2 separate regions of the Oryzias latipes genome follow, and region 2 is linked to region 1. A link is a contact called in public Hi-C data. All regions are on one chromosome and are shown on one strand. The core of a region is the stretch at or near the end of the contact, and the rest is flanking DNA. Distances in the headings are between cores, read along the strand shown. Region 1 holds the start of pdlim3 (PDZ and LIM domain protein 3). Region 2 holds the start of sfrp2 (secreted frizzled-related protein 2).

Region 1 (3,089 bases), core at 180-2,679:
CGTTTTCGAGAAAATGTCTGAAAATTTGACATTTTTAAAGGAAACTATTCAAAAAAAAGTTTAAAGTTAAAAATTTAGGACAATGGGCGAAAAAAAAAAGTCCTGCTGAGGAACAAAGTTCTCCACAGGAGCTTGTCTGTGCTGAAAACACGCTTTGAATTATTTACTGACACAGTTAAGCAATTCGTATTTATTTGCACACCTCTGATCAATAGCTAACACCCAGACTGCTGTGCAGAGGTTTGCAGTCATCTGATGTTGGGGAGATAAAGGTATCAAAATAAGAGAAATGAGGACAAACTTTTTTCCCTAGATTTTATTTTGTTGGACAGGTTGTGTGTGTGAGCGCTGCAGAGGAGATGAAAATAGCGGAGCTAAACCTAATACCAGAGAGTCTTGCTGACACAACATCCAGGGCTCCTGTTGTAATCCATTTATGCATTTATTTTGATGACAGCTTTACAGTATTCGGGCGTTAGCTGTGACACCCGTTAAAGGCATCTCTTCGGCAGTTCATTTTACACTGTTTTGCTCCAACATCCCATTCAGAACTTGTTTTGTTCAGAAACAATCATATTATACCACAGAATAGGTTTTTGAGGCCAAGGAGGCAGTAATATCCTGTCTAATCAAACAGAACGCTTGAATATGAAGTTCTAAAAAGCTGAACTTCGATTAGTCTGCGAAAAATCTACATTCTGTCATGGCCAAATTACCAAACAAACAACCAAAATAGTCTAAAACTCCTAATTAACTATTAGCTTAGGCAGGCCCAGATGTTACGGACCATGCATGTTCAAAGTCCGGCCCTTCGGCCAAATTTCTACTGGCCCTCAGGCTCCTTCCAAAAACTCAAAAATATGTGGCCCTGAGCATTTTCTCATAACTATGTATACAATTTCTTGTTTGTGATTGGCTAAATTACATCTTGAAGGGCTTATGCTATGCTAAGTCTTTTTTTTAAATTTTAAGTGTATTATAATGCATGACCCTGGGAGAATTTCAGGCAGGCAGCTCAGCAGTGCATTTATAACCACCCTGCGGGCAGTTCAGCCCAATTAACTCACCTGCGCCTACGCCCTATTCATCCATTTCTGCGAGCGTTGCGTTTGTCGCTCCGTTAGGGGTAGTTTTAGACCCGTAGTTTTCTATGGAGATCTTGTTTTATTGTATCTGAATGGAGCCTCATGCCAAACTAAAAGAAAATATAGAAAATAAAGCATTCTCTATTGCATGAGTTTTCTGACTGACATGTTCATTCCTCACGAACAGAAACCCCAAAGCGGTGTTTTGATCAGCATTTCTAAGTGTTCCTCTAAAATCCTGCGCTCTGAGCACCAGCCCCTCCCAACCCACAAAAACGAGCGGGTTCTCACGAGCTGACGTAGACCAGTGAGAAGAGCCCCTTCCATAAAGAGTCTGCACTGCCCGCACCGCCCCCCCAGGCTACAAAACATACCCATTTTTTCTGCCAAAACGCTTTCATTTTATATGCACAAGATGCACATCCATCTTTGAAAACGTTTGGATGTCGTGGATTTCGTGGACAAGACGCTGACACACTCCTGAGACTGACCCTAGGATGACGTCATGAAGTGGGCGGCACCCACATGGAGCGAAAGCTGGAGCCTCAGGGATCAAGTCGTCTTACTTCTGGGTAGAAAAATGGCTTATGGAAATAACTCATATTTAATTATCTTGTGTGCTAAATATAATACGTTATCATAGACATGGATACGGTTTAATATAAAAGGCTTAAGAATAGCATGGTATAGGCCCTTTAAGCCGTTGTATAACAGTGTTTTGCAACCGGTTTGTGACCCTTTCTAGCTCAGTTCTAAAATGTCAACTGTAAATGATAAAATAATTGACACGAAGGATTTCGCTTCCAGAATAAGCAGAAAATGGAAATTTTGTTTTATGAGAACTGTGTCTGCCAAATACGTCAAGAGATTTCTGATGTTTTCAAGAAGTTCAATGTCTAGGCAAGACATGCTAACTTTGACGAGCTAATTGAGAGTTTACGAGGTGAAAAATGGAAAAATTGACAAGAATTTAGTTAAAACCTAATTAGATGGGGTTTATTTCTGTGAACAAATGAAAAGTGTATCACTGCACTGAAATGTTCATTAAAAAGTTCATTTGCATTTAATGTGATAAAAACAGTTCAAAGAATGTCAGGCTGAAACCTTTTTACCTCACCAAATTTGTCCGCCTTTGCAAAACGTTTGCGCCCCCCCATCATAGACCATGTCCAGACACATGACTAAGGAAAAATGATCATAAGAGGTGTTCTTTAAGCAGTGAGGGAAAGCTGTTTTGTATGAACACATGTGAAATGAGAATTGGACTGTCATCCCGCCTTGGATTCAGACACACAGTGCTGTATGGGATCAATAGTGGCTGGAATGCGTCTGTGAGACCTCCAGGACCTCCTAGAGGAGCCTTGTCTTCAGACCAAATAAGGACAAGAGCAGCAGGGCTTAAGCATGAGAAGAGGACAGCAGGAGCTGGAGGGCTGGGGCTGTCAGCAGATGGGAAGCTCTTCCATAAGTTATCTGTCAGATAAACATCTCCATGCAAATGTTCGCACGGGCCCAAACGTGCACTTTAGTTTGGTTTAAACATTTCCGGAGAACCAGTTGCAAAGACAAAAACTCAAAACAAGTACACCAGTTAGTTTTGATGGGACAAGCAGACAGTCTGATTCCAAAATCTGACCAATTACCTCACTGGGGTCTGCCCATTTCCCCTCCCTCTGCAACCCCCCCTGCATGGATCAAAATCACCATCATGGTGATACGTCCTTGCTGTTCGACAGCAATCGCAGCACTGAGCGGTTCCACAGACAGCTGGGAGATACCCTGCAGGTCATGCCACTTAATGTGGTGTTGGATGGGCCGGCCCCCTGGGGTTTCCGCCTGACAGGAGGAAGGGACTTTAACCAGCCCCTGACCATCTCCAGGGTGAGTGATGCGATCTCTGCCTTACAAGGTCAAAGCTGAACTGGTTTGAGCAAAAGAAAATTCATCGTTTTTTTTGGGGCCTCGATGTAAATTTTAGCCGAAATAATCATTCATTCATTCATT
Region 2 (3,089 bases), core at 293-2,792, 140 kb after region 1:
ATGTGAGTTATCAACTGGCTTTCCAGGGATAAAAAGGATAAAACACAACTGAGTGCTCTTAATACTACCAATATTTTAGGAGGTTTTAAAATATGTTTGGGACACAGAGCCTTTACTTGTTCCGTTGTTGCTCTGATGACATAAATTGCATAAACAGCCAAACATTTTTAAGCAAATTGTGGATTTGCAGAAAAGGAGAAATGGACTGAACTTGAATAAAATGTAGTTAAAAAAGCCAACTGGGACAATTTTTCAGAGGTTATTTGTTTGTTAAAGTCCCACTCCAATCCTCTTTTGATCTATTGGAAAAGCGTTCCCAGTGGTCTTTTAATTACGATTATGCCGTTTGAGACCAAAATGGAAAACAAAAACTGTCATTTTCTAGGACAAAGTTTCTGCACAGCGGTATGAGTTCTTTAGAAATTCACTTCAGAGATGATGTAGGCTGAACTCTTGGCATGAAGTAAGCCTGTCCCTATTTCCCATCATCCCTTTGTTGACGCTCTCTCCCTCTAGCTCACAGCCCCTCACACCCCTAACTTAACATTGCAGGTGCAACAAAAATGGGGAGCAATATTGGAGCTATGCAGTCGTACAGTTTTAAACCAGATTCCATCTAAAACGAGGAAAACAAAGACGTTCGTGGATCTATTTGTCTGCGAGTAGATGCATCAGAATGGAGCAGAGCAGGGAGATTGTGGCCCGCGACCATAGCTTCTACTTCACCCCTACAAGGCTTTTTCCAACATTATTTTTTTCATCTGCTCCTGATTCACGATTTGAATAAAGAAATACTCAGAAATGCAATTTTGAGCTTAGTTTTCTTTACACAGTATATCTCCTCCATCATCAGAAAGATGTCTTTAATGTTTAAAGGGTTCGCATTCTACTTCTCTGCTCTCACTAAGTCCCCAGCATGCACTTGTTTGCACAGATGAAGAATCTGAATCTTGAGGAAAAAAATTAAACTCCACTTGTCCTGAGGTCCAAGTCTGAGAAGAATCCTGTTGCTGCATGGAGCCTGGTGGGGTCTGGGGGCCGACAGGAGCCAGAGCAGCAGAGCAAAGGTGGGGAGCAGATTTGGTTTCCCCCCCCCCCCGGGTGTGCTGAGAGGAGGTCTGCTTCTCACACCAGGCCAAGCCATATTTCACCATGTGGTATGAACCTGCAGACCTGCCCAGAGGATTTCACCACTCCTAATGATGGAAAATTAACGCTCCATTGAACTGAGCTAAATGCCCCCACTGACATTTCCAAACTATTTACAGCACGGGTCGAAACACAGCGAGCTGAGGGATCACTCTGGCTATGTTTCTGCTGATTTAAGCCTAATGAGGAAAAGCTGTCAGACAGATTCTGTTATGATTTCATGCAGGGCTGGAGACGAAAAAGGGAGGAAGGCTGTCAGGAAAATGACTGCTGGTAAAATACTAAGAGCTACAATTAGAAAGCATTATGTCTCTCAGACCCAGAGTTTTTTTTTTTTATTTCCCTGAGAAGACAAATATGTCCACAAGGTTCACCTGACATGAGGAAACCAACTGTGCAGAATGGAGAAGAGGTCTCTGCGCAGACTCCTCCCAGTCATGTCTGGAAGAAAACCTCCCGTTAACAGTGGGTGCTGGCCAAAGGCGCGCGCTCCATCCACGAGGACCCACCAAGCTTTAGAACCCCTTCAAGGACGACCACCATGAGAGCCCTCATTTCCGCTGTGCTGCTGCTCACAACAACCCACTGCAGCCGCGCGCTTTTCAACTTCGACCAGCACGAGCTGCTGTTCAAACGGAACAGCTGCAAGCAGATCCCCGCCAGCCTGCCGCTCTGCCACGACATGGAGTACACGGAGATGCGCCTCCCGAACCTTCTGGGCCACGAGACCATGACCGAGGTTCTGCAGCAGGCGGCCTCCTGGATCCCCCTGGTGCAGAAGCAATGCCACCCGGACACCAGGAAGTTTCTCTGCTCTCTCTTCGCCCCCGTCTGTCTGGATGACCTGGACGAGCCGATCCAGCCGTGCAGGTCCTTGTGCGAGAGCGTGAAGCGCGGCTGCGCGCCCGTCATGTCCGCCTTCGGCTTCCCGTGGCCGAAGATGCTGGACTGTGAGCGCTTCCCGCCAGACGACGACCTGTGCATCCCACCTGTAGACAGCGAGAACCTGGTGCCAGTCACCGAGGAAGGTAAAAAAGCGTCCAGAAAATCACAGCAGAGGGACTTTAACAACCTGAAAAGGGGGAAATAGTTTGATGCCACACACTTTACTTTCCAAATTTCAGTAAATTATATTAAACTTGATCTGATTTATATTGTGTTTGTGTTTAGCACCTAGGGTGTGTGACGCATGCAAGGAAACTGATGAGAAGGACAACGAAATTGTGGACAGTTTGTGCAAGAATGACTTTGGTAAGTTAATCACTGAAGCATGACAATTTTATTCTAACAGGTTATAAAGACAGGAAAGAGAAAAGTTTATTTAAAAAACAAACATGTATCATAAACTTCAAAAAGTGATTTTCTTTAAGTTGAAAAAAATAACATCTAATATGAAAAATACACGCTTGATATTTTCACCCCTTACGTCTATTGATGCAAATATGAACCAAACCCCATTTGGTTCCAAAATTAGCTTAATTTACCATCAACTTGAAAGCAAAAACATAAGCGGATCTTTAATTCAGTCGCTGGAAATAAATTCAGATGTGAAGGGGTTAACATCAAACCTTGTGGACCATTACTTGGTCAAGGAAGTTGAAAACAGCATTACCTTTTAGTCATTAAAGGAAAAATCTATTTTTTAAGTACAAACTTGAGCAGGACGTCAAAGCTAAAAAGCCTATTAACGAGAAAATGGATTATTGTCTGAGCGTTTTTAGGAATTTGTGTGTGATTTGTGAGGAGGATCCCGTGTGTTCTTCTTGCCTTTCCTCCTTGTCCTGGTTTTGGCACAAACACAATTTGGCTAAGCTAAACGGCGTTTACTTATACCGTCCCCCATGCACACACACTGATGACGGCTCAGCTGCCAAACAGTGGCACTTATGACCAAAAAGAGTGATGTTGGGTTCAGTGTCTTGCCCAAGGACACTTAGACA

What was found. A called contact is a pair of places that touch in the nucleus more often than the background predicts.
Region 2: a contact with region 1 is called in a Hi-C map of gastrula embryo, with 1.7 times the contacts expected there. The contact joins the promoter of sfrp2 here to the promoter of pdlim3 in region 1.

Annotation. Positions count from the first base shown.
Region 1 is chr1:20,737,308-20,740,396 of ASM223467v1, forward strand. It overlaps pdlim3 (PDZ and LIM domain protein 3), which reads left to right and starts at 1,430. Exons shown (of 7, transcript XM_023958077.1): 1 at 1,430-2,966. The coding sequence starts at 2,775.
Region 2 is chr1:20,872,541-20,875,629 of ASM223467v1, forward strand. It overlaps sfrp2 (secreted frizzled-related protein 2), which reads left to right and starts at 1,543. Exons shown (of 3, transcript XM_023958131.1): 1 at 1,543-2,177; 2 at 2,320-2,400. The coding sequence starts at 1,691.